2 separate regions of the Podarcis muralis genome follow, and region 2 is linked to region 1. Evidence: chromatin contacts called from public Hi-C data. All regions are on one chromosome and are shown on one strand. Each heading gives the region's core, a stretch centred on a gene start, on an enhancer-like site or on the middle of the called end of the contact. The rest is flanking DNA. Distances are from core to core; before and after follow the strand shown.

Region 1 (7,201 bases), core at 1,589-4,088:
TCTCTTTTTTTTGCCCAAAGTTGATGAGTTTTTTGGGCTAATGCCGTTTTTGAGCTATTTGTATGTGTTATAGGAATTCTAAGGTCTCATAAATATAAATCATATGTATGTATTTGCCTTGTAGATTTATGAACATAAGTATATAAACCACATGTCTGAAATAGTACAAGAGAACAAACCTGAAGACATTTTGACTCTTCCAGCCACCTCAAAAATTCTCTGCCGTGAGGAAGGAAAAGCTCCCCATAGTCTTCTTTGCTCACAAATCCTGTCTTAAGGGTGTATTGTGTATGAATAGGGTGAGCCTGTGACCTGGATTCTGGAAGTAAGTATTTAGCATCTCAAAAGGAATGGCCAGGCTGCCCAGGTAAAGCAATCAGTGACCATTATCAGGTATCCTGGAAGACAGGATTTCTGCTGTAGACCGCCTCTTTCAGTGATGTATGTATGATGTTTTGGGGGGTGGTCTTGAGCTACAGGGTGGGCAATTTCAAAAGTATATATAAGGGCTTGTGCACCATTGTTCAGGGCTCTCCTGCGTGTGGTGAGAGGACACTGTTGCAACAGATCAATAAAGATCAGGCTTACTAGCCGCTTTGCTTCTCAATATTCTCTGGCTGGCCTCTGTTATTTTCTCCTACCGATAGGGAACCCTCTTAAGGACTCTATACGGGCTCTGGAATACCCCATAAGCATAGCTGGCAACTTTTCCCTTTTCTTGCAAGGAATCCTATTTGGAATAAGGGAATTTCCCTTTAAAAAAGGGAAACATTGACAGCTATGCCCATATGGGAAAGGGAGTGGTATTTTTCTTATAACATGGAAAATCGATCATATCATTATCCACTTTACCGCCTGCCGACTTCCTTCCCTCCTGCCTCATGGCTTTCAAAATTAGCCTTTATATCATTGCATTTCGTACGTTCCAGTTCTAATTACACTCATTAGAAAATGGCTCAAAATTTAAATAAAAACTGGTAGAAAAATTCTCATTACAAGTCTTCAGACAAGCCTGCTAGTGATGTCCATTGCTTGCAATAATCTTTCAAATGATGTATAAATTTACTCCAGGCCTATTGGAATACTTGAGCACATTTAACAGATTTCCATCCGGGATCCTGTGTGCCCGGGAAAATCCGGACGCATGGCAACCCGCCCCCTGGGTCATTGGGGAGACCCTTTTCCCCCTTGAACCTCTTCCGCCTCTGCATTGCAACATCCCTTTAGAGCGAGGCGTTCAGAACCATACCCCCAAAAGCTGCCCTTGGCATGGAATGGGGGTTGGCGACCCGGGCAGCTTCCTTCCCCGCCATCCCTAATAATAATAATAATAATAATATAAAAATAATAATTTATTATTTATACCCTGCCCATCTGGCTGGGCTTCCCCAGCCACTTTGGGCGGCTTCCAAAAAAATATTAAAATACTGTAATACATCAAACATTAAAAGCTTCCCTAAACAGGGCTGCCTTCAGATGTCTTCTAAAAGTCTGGTAGTTGTTTTTCTCTTTGACATCTGGTGGGAGGGCGTTCTAAAGGGCGGGCGCCACCACCGAGAAGGTCCTCTGCCTGGTTCCCTGTAACTTGGCTTCTTGCAGTGAGGGAACCGCCAGAAGGCCCTCGGCGCTGGACCTCAGCGTCTGGGTAAAACGATGGAGATGGAGACGCTCCTTCAGGTATACAGGACCGAGGCCGTTAAAGGCCTTAAAGGTCAGCACCAACACTTTGAATTGTGCTCGGAAACATACTGGGAGCCAATGTCGGTCTTTCAAGACCGGTGTTATGTGGTCTCGGCGGCTGCTCCCAGTCACCAGTCTAGCTGCCGCATTCTGGATTAATTGCAGTTTCCGGGTCATCTTCAAAGGTAGCCCCACGTAGAGCGCATTGCAGTAGTCCAAGCGGGAGATAGCCAGAGCATGCACCACTCTGGCGAGACAGTCTGCAGGCAGGTAGGGTCTCAGCCTGCGTACCAGATGGAGCTGGTAGACAGCTGCCCTGGACACAGAATTGACCTGCGCCTCCATGGACAGCTGTGAGTCCAAAATGACCCCCAGGCTACGCACCTGGTCCTTCAGGGGCACAGTTGCCCCATTCAGGACCAGGGAGTGCTCCACACCTGCCCGCCCCCTGTCCCCCAAAAATAGTACTTCTGTCTTGTCAGGATTCAACCTCAATCCGTTGGCCGCCATCCATCCTCCAACCGCCTCCAGGCACTCACACAGGACCTTCCCTGGTTCTGATTTGAAAGAGAGGTAGAGCTGGGTATCATATCTCGGTGGAAGAAGACTGGGAAAAGTTTAAAGACTATTTATAGAAATATTGTAAAATCCATGAATGTTAGAAGAATGTTGGAATGAAGTGATATGGCTTCAGCAGAAATGTTATAAGGAATTAAGTATAAATAGATTAATAGAGTATTAAAGGAAAATAAGGTGAAAAGGTGTTAAGATAATTATAGGATAGAAAACAGGGGAAGATGGTAAGGAATTGCTGAAATAATTAATAGAAGTGGAATACAAAAAGGGAGGTGTGAGGAGGCCGTGGAAATATGGGAAAGAATGATAAGATATTGGAAGTTTTTTCTTTTTTCCTTCTTTCTTTTGATGTGTTTTTAATTTGTTTTGTTTTGTTAATTTCTATGTAGTGTTTTTGTATTATAATGTACTGTTTTTTCTTTGTTTTTTCTTTTGTAAGTGTTTAAATTGTTGTAAAAGCAATAAATATTATTATAAAAAAAAGAAGAAGAGCTGGGTATCATATCAATGCTAGAGACGAGCCTCGCCCGCAGCGAACCCGGAATCACCACGTGCGTGCGAGAGCTCTAAAGTCGTAGATCTATAGCCCGAGACGCGCTCTGGGGCCGCCAGGCCTGACGAAACGAGCGCCGAGCCCCGCAGGGGGAAGGGAGCGCGCCGAGCTATCGATCGGAGGCGGGGCGCCATTTTCCCGGAAGTGGGGAAAGAAAGAAAGCAGCCGGAGCCGGGTAAGGCCTTGAGCTTCTGTGGGGGGCAGCCCTTGACGGGGGGGGGGGGCCGAGGTTTGAGAGGGGGGCGCTGGGGGGGGGGCTGGTCCTCGGGGGGCCCTTGTGGGGATGCGGCCCCCGCTCGCCTTCTCCCTCTCTTATTTGGGGAGGGGGGCGCCATTGCTCTCTCAGACCTGGGGCAGCTTCCCCCACCGCCAGGACGCCCCTTGGCTCTCCGTGGGTCCGTCGCCCGTCAGTCAGGATTCCCCCCCCCCTCCATCCCTTCTCTCTCTTCTCTCCTGCCTCCCTCACAGGGTTGTTGTTGGTGCTGCTGGGGGGGGGCAGAGCTGGCCTGACCTGAATCACCTCAAATAATAATAATAATAATAATAATAATAATAATAATAATAATAATAATAATAAAATTTATTTATAGCCCGCCCTCCCTGGCCAGAGCCGGGCTCAGGTAAAATTTCAGTAAAAACATAATGGGGGGATGGGGACCCAATTTAAAATACAATTTAAAATGCAGCCTTCTTTTAAAAGTAGCCCATAGATATAATAATATATAAGATTAATAATAATAATAATAATAATAATAATAATAATAATAATAATAATATATTTATACCCCGCCCATCTGGTTGGGTTTCCCCAGCCACTGTGTTCGGCTTCCAACTGAATATTAAAAACAATACAGCACCACACATTAAAATCTTCCCTAAACAGGGCCGCCTTCAGTTGTCTTTTAAAAGTAAAGTGTTTATTGCCTTGACATCCGTGGACGCCCCCCCCCGCCACCGCCAGGACGCCCCTTGGCTCTCCGTGGGTCCATCATCTGTCCGTCAGTCAATGGGCCAGCCAGAATGCGCTCCCCCCTCCATCCCTTCTCCTCTCTCTTCCCTCCTGCCTGCCTGCCTCCCTCACAGGGTTGTTGTTGTTGCTGCTGCTGCTGCTGGGGGGGGGGGCGGAGTTGTTAACCAAAATACAAATAATGGCAAAAGAAAAAGAAGTTTCAGAATGAAAACGAAATCTCTCAAACAATATCAAATTACTTGCCATTCTTACTAAACCTTTCTAATCGATGTAGTCAAAAAGTCTTCAGGAATGCCAAATGTTTTGTCATGTTTGCTCTCTTCAAATGCAAACTTCCGTTTCACCCAAGATTTTGCTGCAAAGATATTATCAGTCCATCTGTTGGCTTTTATTTATTTATTTATTTATTTATCTGCTTGCTTGCTTGACGGATTTCTTCAACAATATCCGGATCACGTTCTTTGTATTTATCTATTTCTGCCTTTAATTGGTCTCTCTTCTGACTAAGGGCAGTAAGTTCCTTTATGAGTGCTGTGTCTTGGCGCCCAATTTTTGATTTCTCAATGGTTTCTTGTAGGCTTTTTTTTTCTTTTGGCTATATTTTGAGAACTGATTCTGCAGTTCCTCCAGTTTAGGCTTTCTTGCATGAAGAGCTTTACTTGGAAAAGCCCAAAAATAATTTGAAGTCTGAATCCTGTCCATGTCCACCATACAATCATCGACTAAGCTCTGTAAGACCTCCTTCACCGACATAGCAGTGTTTCAAAAAACATTTCCATCATCCGTATTCTCTTCTCTTCAACACTCATTTTCTTTGACATGTCTCTTCTTTCCCTCCCCGGATGGCAGGAATTTGAATTTGAGGGGGGAAAGACGTGGATGCTGCTCCGCCCCCTCCCTCCCTGGAGAGCTGGCCTGGTCTGAATCACCTCAATTAATAATAACAATAATAAATTTTATTTATACCCCACCCTCCCCGGCCAGAGCCTGGCTCAGGGTGGCTAGCACCAGTAAAATTACAGTAAAAACATAATAGGAAAAAACAACAACCCCAATTTAAAATACAGGTTAAAATGCAATTTAAAATGCAGCCTCATTTTAAAAGTAGCCCATAGATATAATAATATATACAAAATAATAATAATAATAATAATAATAATAATAATAATAATTATACCCCACCCATCTGGCTGGGTTTCCCCAGCCACTTGGAATACAAAATCAGCAAATGAACAAATGCGGAGGGAGGTTTAGCTGTGACTTCTTACCTGCTCTTATCTCAGGCACCTTGCGTGTTGGTACTTTGGATCTCAGCTGCGGACCCACGGAGGAAGAATGTTTCATGGAATCCCAGCAGCCCCTGGGATGGGAGGTGAGTCCAGTGCTGCTTTTGAGCTAATTCTGGGGTGGCCAGAGCAAATGCAGGGACTTCTTGGACTTTGAGTTCTTGATATGCAGGGTTGGTTTTTTGTGTGAAGTGTTTTTATATATTTCTTTATAAAAATATGTATCAATCGCCCCTTCACATAAAATATCAAGGCAGTGTACAGCAAAATATGTCAGTGTGATAAAATATTAAATACCATCAATACGAGATACAGTGGACGCTTGGGTTGCGAATGTGATCCGTGCGGGAGGCACGTTTGCAACCCGCAGTGCCGCGTCTGCGCATGTACAGGTTTTGATTCGGCGCTTCTGCACATGCGCAAAGCACGATTTAGCACTTCTGCGCATGTGCAACCGCCGAAACCCGGAAGTAACCCGTTCCGGTATTTCCGGGTTTCGGTGGGTCCGTAACCCAAAAAAACGCAACCTGAAGCGTTTGTAACCCAAGGTATGACTGTAATCTTAAAAGGGACTTGCGCAACCTGAAAGAATTTATAAACCGCTGAATAGGTGTGTTGGCATACGATCTTGAAGAGAAGCCTAAAAATAAATGGCAAGGATGCTGTGTATATAACCTGTGTGCTAGGCATGGTGTCTCCAAACCCCCACTGATCTTGGGCTCCACTTCCAAATTCTTTTGTGTTCTGGCGTAAGGAAAGAGGAGAGGGCAATCTGTGACTGTTAACCACGATGGTTATACAGTGGTACCTCTAGATACGAACGGGATCCGTTCCGGAGCCCCGCTGGCATGTAGAGGTAAACGTAACTAGCGACGGCACGTATGTGCACATGCGCATCGCTTTTTGCCGCTTCTGCATATGCGCGCAACGTCATTTTGAGCGCATGCGCAAGTGGCGAAACCCGCAAGTAACATGCTCTGTTACTTCCGGGTTGCCGAGGAGCGCAACTTGAATGCGCTCAACTCGAAGCGTATTTAACCCGAGGCATGACTGTACTCTGCCTCTAAAGTCAGAGGCAGTTGCTGGAAATCACAGGAGGGCAGAGGCTCAAATCCGACAAGCATCTGGAGAACATTTCTCATGTTCATGGCAGCAGTTTGGGAGCAAAGTTGGTCTCATGTATTTCCGCCTTTTTGTTTTTCAGCCCCAGCGAATAAGCCGGAACTATACGAGGCAAGTGATGCTGTTTCCCTTTGTGGCTTAGTGGCCAGGGACTCCTTTCAAATGAGGCACAGGGAGTGGCCTGGGGAGGGGGAGTTGCAGTATTGCGGGGAATTTCAGGCACTCCCCCAGATTGCAGGACTGCCAGCCAAAGCGCTCCCGATTTGGGCAGGACTCCCCTGGGGAACTACCCTCGCTGCTCCTTACAAGGGCATTTGGGGGCCTCCCATAGCCCAGACTTGAAAGTCCCCGATGCCCCAAATCCTCTTCCGTGTGGTGCAAAGATCTGGTGGATCCAATGTCACTCTCCTTTCCCTTGCAGGAAGTGAAGTTATACAAGAACGCCCGGGAGCGAGAGAAGTGAGTCCTTGCCCCAATTATACCCATCTCTAGTGTGTGTCGTTGCAAAGGGCATGCTCAGTGATGGCTCAGGCCACACCTCTGTTCAACTCCTGCTCTGATTACCCGCTCTGAGTCCCCACAGCTAATTCTCCCCTGGCCTCCTCGCTGGCCCAAGTAGGACCAATTCAGCCAGCTAGCCCTGGGGATTAGGTAAAGGGACCCCTGACCATTAGGTTCAGTAGTGACCAACTCTGGGGTTGCGGCGCTCATCTCGCTTTACTGGCTGAGGGAGCCGGCGTACAGCTTCCGGGTCATGTGGCCAGCAGGACTAAGCCGCTTCTGGCGAACCAGAGCAGCGCACGGAAACGCCGTCTACCTTCCTGCCAGAGCGGTACCTATTTATCTACTTGCACTTTGACGTGCTTTCGAATTGCTAGGTTGGCAGGAGCAGGGACCGAGCACCCTGCCTTGTTTAGTACTCTGAATAAAATAACAACCCAGAAGTCTGTGGTATAAGAGTATAAAAATATTGTTTCCCGACACAGAATCATAGAATAGAATCATAGAATCATA
Region 2 (7,201 bases), core at 3,230-5,729, 220 kb before region 1:
ATTTACCCTGCCCACTTTTCTACCTGTGCAAAGAAGTGAGTTCTCTTCTCCCTTTTAAACCAGAGGTGGGAAAGAGTCCTTTCTGGAGACACTTCCAACTGTCAAGTACACAACGCTGAGCAAAGATGAGTCCAGTGTTTTGACTTGGTAGAAAGCAGCTCAACATGTCCAAATCGGTAACTAAACTCCCAGTATGCTTTGCTTCCCAATTTCAGCTTCGGGACTGGGAAGAGCAAATACGAGCTGACGTCCGCAACTTCCTGTCTCTCCGCCAAGACGAGAAGTTCACTGGCAGGGCTGTGGCCAGGATCTTCCACGGCATAGGTGAGGATGTACCTGTAATTCTCCAGCCGTTCCGTGGTCTGCTCTGCTTCTTGCATCAGCACAGAGCCTGGCACTGCACAGGTTGTTGTTTAGTCGTGTCCGACTCTTTGTGACCCCCTGGACCAGAGCACGCCAGGCCCTCCTGTCTTCCACTGCCTCCCGCAGTTTGGTCAGACTCATGTTTGTGGCTTCGAGAACACTGTCCAACCATCTCGTCCTCTGTCGTCCCCTTCTCCTTGTGCCCTCCATCTTTCCCAACATCAGGGTCTTTTCCAGGGAGTCTTCTCTTCTCATGAGGTGGCCAAAGTCTTGGAGCCTCAGCTTCAGGATCTGTCCTTCCAGTGAGCACTCAGGGCTGATTTCCTTCAGGATGGAGAGGTTTGATCTTCTTGCAGTCCATGAGACTCTCAAGAGTCTCCTCCAACACCATAGGCTGAAATCCACCAAAACCTCCAGAGGGCACTTCTGCTCAATCACAATCTGATCTCTTAAGGGCAAAGGCAATTGAGCATCACATTTGTAGAACAGCCTTTTCCAACCTGGTGCCTTGCAGATGTTTTGGACTACAGCTCCCTGGATGTGGCTGATGTTTGTTGTAGTCTTAAAAACATCTGGAGACTACTACTTTGGCAAAGGCTGCTGCAAAGTGAACAAAACCGGTAATTGTTGTAAACAGAATCTCTGCCCTTTTTCCCTTATGGGGTATCCAAGAGCCCATACAGAGTCCTTACGTAGGTTCCCTATTGGTAGGAGAAAATAACAGAGGCCAAGCAGAGAATATTAAGAAGCAAAGCTGCTAGTAAGCTTGATCTTTATTGATCTGTTGCAACAGGGTGCTCCCCTCACACGCAGGAAAGGAGAGGAAACCAGAACAATGGTGCGCAAGGCCTTATATAAACACACTGTAGATCAAGACCACCCCCAGATACATCATACCTACATCACAGAAAAGCCGGTCTAAAACAGAAATTTGAATGTTGTTTATCTTCCTGTTTACTTGATTGGATACCCTGCTTATTTGATTGGATACCCTGGGGAGCCTGGCCAGTCTTTTGTAATGATAAATACTTAGTTCCTGAGTCAGGTCACAGGCTCACCCTATTCATACACAGACATACCTTTAAGACAGGATTTGTGAAGGAAAAGACAATGGGGAGGCTTTCCCATTTTCCATCCAGAGAAAACACTTGGTCAGTTTGGGAATCAAAAATGGTTCCAGGTCGGTCTTCCTGTGCTGATCTATGTACGTGCTTGGCTGGTACACTTATGAATATTGAACATATATCTAAGACCTCAAAATTCCTATCACATAATCCTTTACTCTATGTCAACAATGTAGGCCTAGCAGGAGGCTCTGTTGGGCCCTCTAATGGCTGGCATTGCTCTTTGAGAAATGACCAAGCGCTTGCAATTCTTTTGGTGGCTGATTGAGTTTTCTCCGTTTGGACAGGAAGCCCACGCTACCCGGCCCAAGTTTATGGCAGAGACCGGCGTTTCTGGAGGAAGTACATACATTTTGATTTCAACAAGATTATACGCATGGCCACGGAAGAGATCATCCGTTGGAACTGAACTGAGCCTGCACTGCCATCTCCAGGGATGAAACCCCAGAGCACAGCTCCACGGTTCCCTTAAGCCTGTGTGCAGGTTGCTCTAATTGCAAGAAGCAACTGACCAGCCAGCATCCCAGGAGCCAAAACAGCACCTCCTGCTCCCCTTGCGGTTTTGCAGAACTTCTCTGCAAGGCAGATGGAAAGCTGGGCACCTGAACGGACTTCTCTGTTGCCCTGAAATAAGCAAAGGTTTTGGGGAAAATGGCTTGTTTTTATCTCCAAGCCTTTCCTATTTTTGTATGTAAAGCTTCCTTTTTATTTTTTGATTTCTTACAAAATTGTCCTGATTTTTAAATATTTTTTTAATGTAAGGGAGAGTGTTAAGTCTTCTTCTAACTTCTAGGAATTTTTATTATTTTTATTTATTATCTGGACTTCTACATACTTTGCAAATCTTGAAGTGTGTTAATGAATGCCTTCCCTCCTTCCTCCAGGGTGCCAGCATTGGAGGGAGGGAGGTTGATTTAATAAATAATGATAATAAAATATGTATAAAAGGGGGACCCATGATTAAGGGTAGAACATGCACATACAAGTTGGAGACATACAGGAGGGACTGGCGTCAGCAAGCATAATCTTGAAAAACTAATGGGCAGATCCTCTTCCATAAAAGAAGTGTGAGGATTTGCTTTTATATGGCATTTAGAAATATAATGCTTTAAATGTTTGGCTGCTGCCCACCTCTTCACCTGCAGTAAACCTATTTCATTGTATGCAGGGGCCTTTAACATATTTTCAAATAAGTGAGGAATGCTTGCATTGTTATAAAATAGATCGTGAACGGACAGTCTTAATTTAGCACTGATTTTTCTCTCAATTCCCCCACATCCTTTTTGTACATTTGCCTTAATAAATATACAAAGAAGTTTATATGCAGCCTTCCCATCTATTTGAGCAGGAACTAAACAGGTGAGGAATTTAATAGTAGTAGGTTTGATCTTCTTGCAGTCCATGGGACTCTCAAGAGTCTCCTCCAGCACCAGAATTCAAAAGCATCCATTCTTCAGTGATCAGCCTCCTTTATGGTCCAGCTCTCACTTCCATACGTCACTACGGGGAAAACTATAGCTTTAACTATACGGACCTTTGTTGGCAAGGTGATGCCTCTACTGTCTAGGTTTGTCACTGCTTTTCTCCCAAGGAGCAGGCGTCTTTTAATTTCGTGACTGCTCTCACCATCTGCAGTGATCATGGAGCCCAAGAAAGTAAAATCTCCCACTCCCTCCATTTCTTCCCCTTCTGTTTGCCAGGAGGTGATGGGACCAGTGGCCATGATCTTAGTCTTTTTGATGTTGAGCTTCAGACCATATTTTGCACTCTCCTCTTTCACCCTCAATAAAAGGTTTTTTAATTCCTCCTCACTTTCTGCCATCAAGGTTGTGTCATCTGCATATTTGAGGTTGTTGTTATTTCTTACAGCAATCTTAATTCCGGCTTGGGATTCATCCAGTCCAGCCTTTCGCATGATGAATTCTGCATATAAGTTAAATAAGCAGGGGGACAATATACAGCCTTGTCGCACTCCTTTCCCAATTTTGAACCAATCAGTTGTTCCATATCCAGTTCTAACTGTAGCTTCTTGTCCCACATAGAGATTTCTCAGGAGACAGATGAGGTGATCAGGCACTCCCATTTCTTTAAGAACTTGCCATAGTTTGCTGTGGTCGACACAGTCAAAGGCTTTTGCATAGTCAATGAAGCAGAAGTAGATGTCTTTCTGGAACTCTCTAGCTTTCTCCATAATCCAGCGCATGTTTGCAATTTGGTCTCTGGTTCCTCTGCCTCTTCTAAATCCAGCTTGCACTTCTGGGAGTTCTCAATCCACATACTGCTTGAGCCTTCCTTGTAGAATTTTAAGCATAACCTTGCTAGCATGTGAAATGAGTGCAATTGTGCGGTAGTTGGAGCATTCTTTGGCACTGCCCTTCTTTGGGATTGGGATGTAGACTGATCTTCTCCAATCCTCTGGCCACTGCTGAGTTTTCCAAACTTGCTGGCATATTGAGTGTAGCACCTTAACAGCATCATCTTAGTGTCCTTTATTGGCAGCGCTGGACGCGGCTTGTCAAGTACTGAAACGAGATGATGACCTCTTGCTGTTTTCTACTTCTATGGTCCCCTGACCCAAAGGGGACACAGTTTCAATGAAGTCCTTATGAACACTACCGGTACTCGGTCGAACTCTGCCTCTTCAAAGCAAAGTGAGCCTGCGCCGTTGTTGGCATCCCTCTGTCTCGAGAGACAACGGAGGGGTGCGCCTTTGGGGGTTGAATCCTGCACCGCTAGAGAAGTAAAAAAGGATAGAGCGGCGCCACTCTACGCTTGTGCCAAAGCCCGCTTTCGATCGACAACCGGAAGTCTCGGCCTTTGCAGAGAGACTGTGCCCTTTGACTGAGCGAAGTTAAGATGGGCGGGGTATAAATAATAAATTATTATTATTATAAATTATTATAACCGAGAGGCGCCGCCTAGAAGGGCCGCGAAGCCTCACCGACGGAGCGCCTTTTCCGGTCTGAAAGGGAGGCTTTCCTCGTTTCCCTCTCCTTGACCGGAAGTGTACCTGCGCTCATGGTCTGGGCCTGGTTCCGTTTCTCTGAGGGCGGCGGCGGCGTTTCCGCTCTCGCTGTTGGCCGCGGAAACGGGAGAAGCGGAGCGGCTGGACTTTTATGTGGGTCCCGCGAGCGGCGGGGAAGGAGAGGGAGGGGGGCGGAAAGGGGCGGCGCAGCGGCGCCCTCTAGCGGCTGAAGCGCGGAAGGGGCGGTGGGGAGGGGGTTGCCATGGCAACGGAGGGGAAGCTGGACCACTCGCCTCGGGGATGCTGCCAGGGAGGCTGGCAACCCAGTGATGCTGAGTCCTGCTGGTGCCACAGGGGTTCTTGTGGGGGCTGGGGAAGCTTCGTTTTTGGGAAGTAGGGGGGTGACACAATGTAGGTCTGTGAGCTTCCGTGTACATTTGGCATTTATTCAATTATTCTGAATTCATACCCTGCACGATTGCCAAAACAAGAACGCCCCAAAGTGGTTTACGAAAAAAAGGTTAAAATAATAATAATAATAATAATTTTTATTTATACCCCGCCCTCCCCAGCCAAGGCTAACAAGCTAACAAGCGATAATAAAAACAAGTTGAATGAACACAACTTAAAAACAAGATTAAGATGCAACATTAATAAATAAATAAATAAATAAATTTTATTTATATCCCGCCCTCCCCAGCCGAAGCTGGGCTCAGGGCGGCTAACAACAATAAAAATAATCCAACATTCTAAAACATTCATTATAAAATTAATTGAAACATTAGAATGCAGCCTCATCGCAGGGGGGGAAAGAAAGAGGGGGAGGGAATCAAATTGGCTCCGAGCCAAAGGCCAGGCGGAACAACTCTGCCTTACAGGCCCTGCGGAAAGAAATCAGATAACAAGACCACAAAGGCACCGAAAAGAGTACAGTGAAGGACCTGCCTGATGTCAGTAGGCAGGGAGTTCCAAAGTGTAGGTGCCACCACACTAAAAGATCAAGTTCTTACAAATGTGGAATGGGTGTTTTGTGGGACCTGCAACAGTGCCGGTTCCACTGGGCTGGTCAAACAAATATTCTGATCTGCTAGAAAGGAGCTTCCTAGGTTACAGGATCTAATGTATCCAGTATCCTCTTCTCACAGTGGCCGACCAGATGCCCAGTATGGGAAGCCTGCAAGCAAGACCTGAGTTCAAGAGCATGCTCTGCTCCTGAGGTTTCCAGCAGCTGTTATTCAGAGGCACACTGCCTTTAACAGCAGAAGCAGAGTATAACCCTTGTGGCTAGTTGCCGCTGGTAGCTGTTTTCTCCATGAATTTGTCTAATTCTCTTTTAAAGCCATCCAAGTTGGTGGTCATCGCTATCTTTTGTGGGAACAAACTCCGTAGTTTAGCTGTGCGTTATATGAATAAATGCTTTATTTTGTCTGTCCTGAATCTTTCAGCATTAAGTTTTATTGGAGGTCCACAATTTCTAGTCTTTTGAGAAAGGGAGAAAAACTCTACCCATTTTCTCCATATCATGCATGAATTTATATACCTCCATCCTGTTGGAAAACTCTGATCAGATTCTATTAGCGTACTCTAAGGATTAAATAGGGACGCGGGTGGCGCTGTGGGTAAAACCTCAGTGCCTAGGACTTGCCGATCGCATGGTCGGCGGTTCGAATCCCCGCAGCAGGGTGAGCTCCCGTCTTTCGGTCCCAGCGCCTGCCAACCTAGCAGTTCGAAAGCACCCTCGGGTGCAAGTAGATAAATAGGGACCGCTTACTAACGGGAAGGTAAACGGCGTTTCCGTGTGCGGCTCTGGCTCGCCAGATGCAGCTTGTCACGCTGGCCACGTGACCCGGAAGTGTCTCTGGACAGCGCTGGCCCCCGGCCTCTTAAGTGAGATGAGCGCACAACCCTAGAGTCGGACACGACTGGCCCGTACGGGCAGGGGTACCTTTACCTTTAAGGATTAAATGCTAACTGCTGATAAAATTATATACATTAAGGACCGAGCACATGTAAAAACTCAATGGTAAAGTGGGTGTTTTGAATACATTGTTGTGTCCAACAGAGAAGGTAGGCAGGAGATGATTAATGGCTATTAAAGGTCTATTATGTCCTTCCTGCTTACAGCCCATGGTAAAATAAAATGATTCCAGTACCATATTGTGTCATTTTAAAGCTAAACAAGAATATGTAAAATAAAGACCTCAAATCTTATTTTATTCATTTAACAAAATTTATATACCAGTTGATTGTAGTAAAGCCTTTAAGTGCGTAACAAGCAATATTAAAATGCAGTGTTATCTCAATTTTCAGCTGTGCCATGTTAAAGGGTATGAAATCAATTATATCAGAAGTAAAACAATAATAATAAGACTGAATTACCCTTTGTAATTTATTTTCCACCAATGACAGGAGAGCAGGGTAGGGTAGGGTGTTGGCTTCTGCAGCCAATCAAAAAGCTAAGATACAAGAAGATATCTTACGGGTTTTCTCAAATATTTGTATAAAGTTGTGTGACTTTCTTATGTTTCAGTAAGTTTCATTAGCAACCTGGAGGTTACTGGCCAAAGGCAACTTTCAGGTATTTTAAAATAAAAACAATGAACGTTTTCAAGTCCCGTCTTTCATCTACCGGGGCAATTCCATTCTGTGAAGCCATGCCACCGTACCCAGACTCTCCCCTGTTCTTTCTAGAATATTAGGTTGACCAGGTATCTACCTGGGAAATCATTGTGTCTCTCTAACAGCGCCC

The links. Hi-C and Micro-C count contacts between places; a contact is called where the count stands out from the background.
Region 2: a contact with region 1 is called in a Hi-C map of blood, with 4 times the contacts expected there. The contact joins the promoter of SLC33A2 here to the promoter of VPS28 in region 1. A contact is called at or near these places in 2 of 3 Hi-C or Micro-C datasets (blood and tail).

What each region holds. Positions count from the first base shown.
Region 1 is chr8:1,825,914-1,833,114 of rPodMur119.hap1.1, reverse strand. It overlaps VPS28 (VPS28 subunit of ESCRT-I), which reads left to right and starts at 2,838. Exons shown (of 10, transcript XM_077932671.1): 1 at 2,838-2,984; 2 at 5,063-5,151; 3 at 6,270-6,298; 4 at 6,609-6,646. The coding sequence starts at 5,115. It also overlaps the pseudogene LOC144328655.
Region 2 is chr8:2,049,131-2,056,331 of rPodMur119.hap1.1, reverse strand. SLC33A2 (solute carrier family 33 member 2) reads left to right here and starts at 4,479. Exons shown (of 6, transcript XM_028735997.2): 1 at 4,479-4,605. RECQL4 (RecQ like helicase 4) reads left to right here. Exons shown (of 25, transcript XM_028735990.2): 24 at 216-324; 25 at 1,775-2,807. The coding sequence ends at 1,896.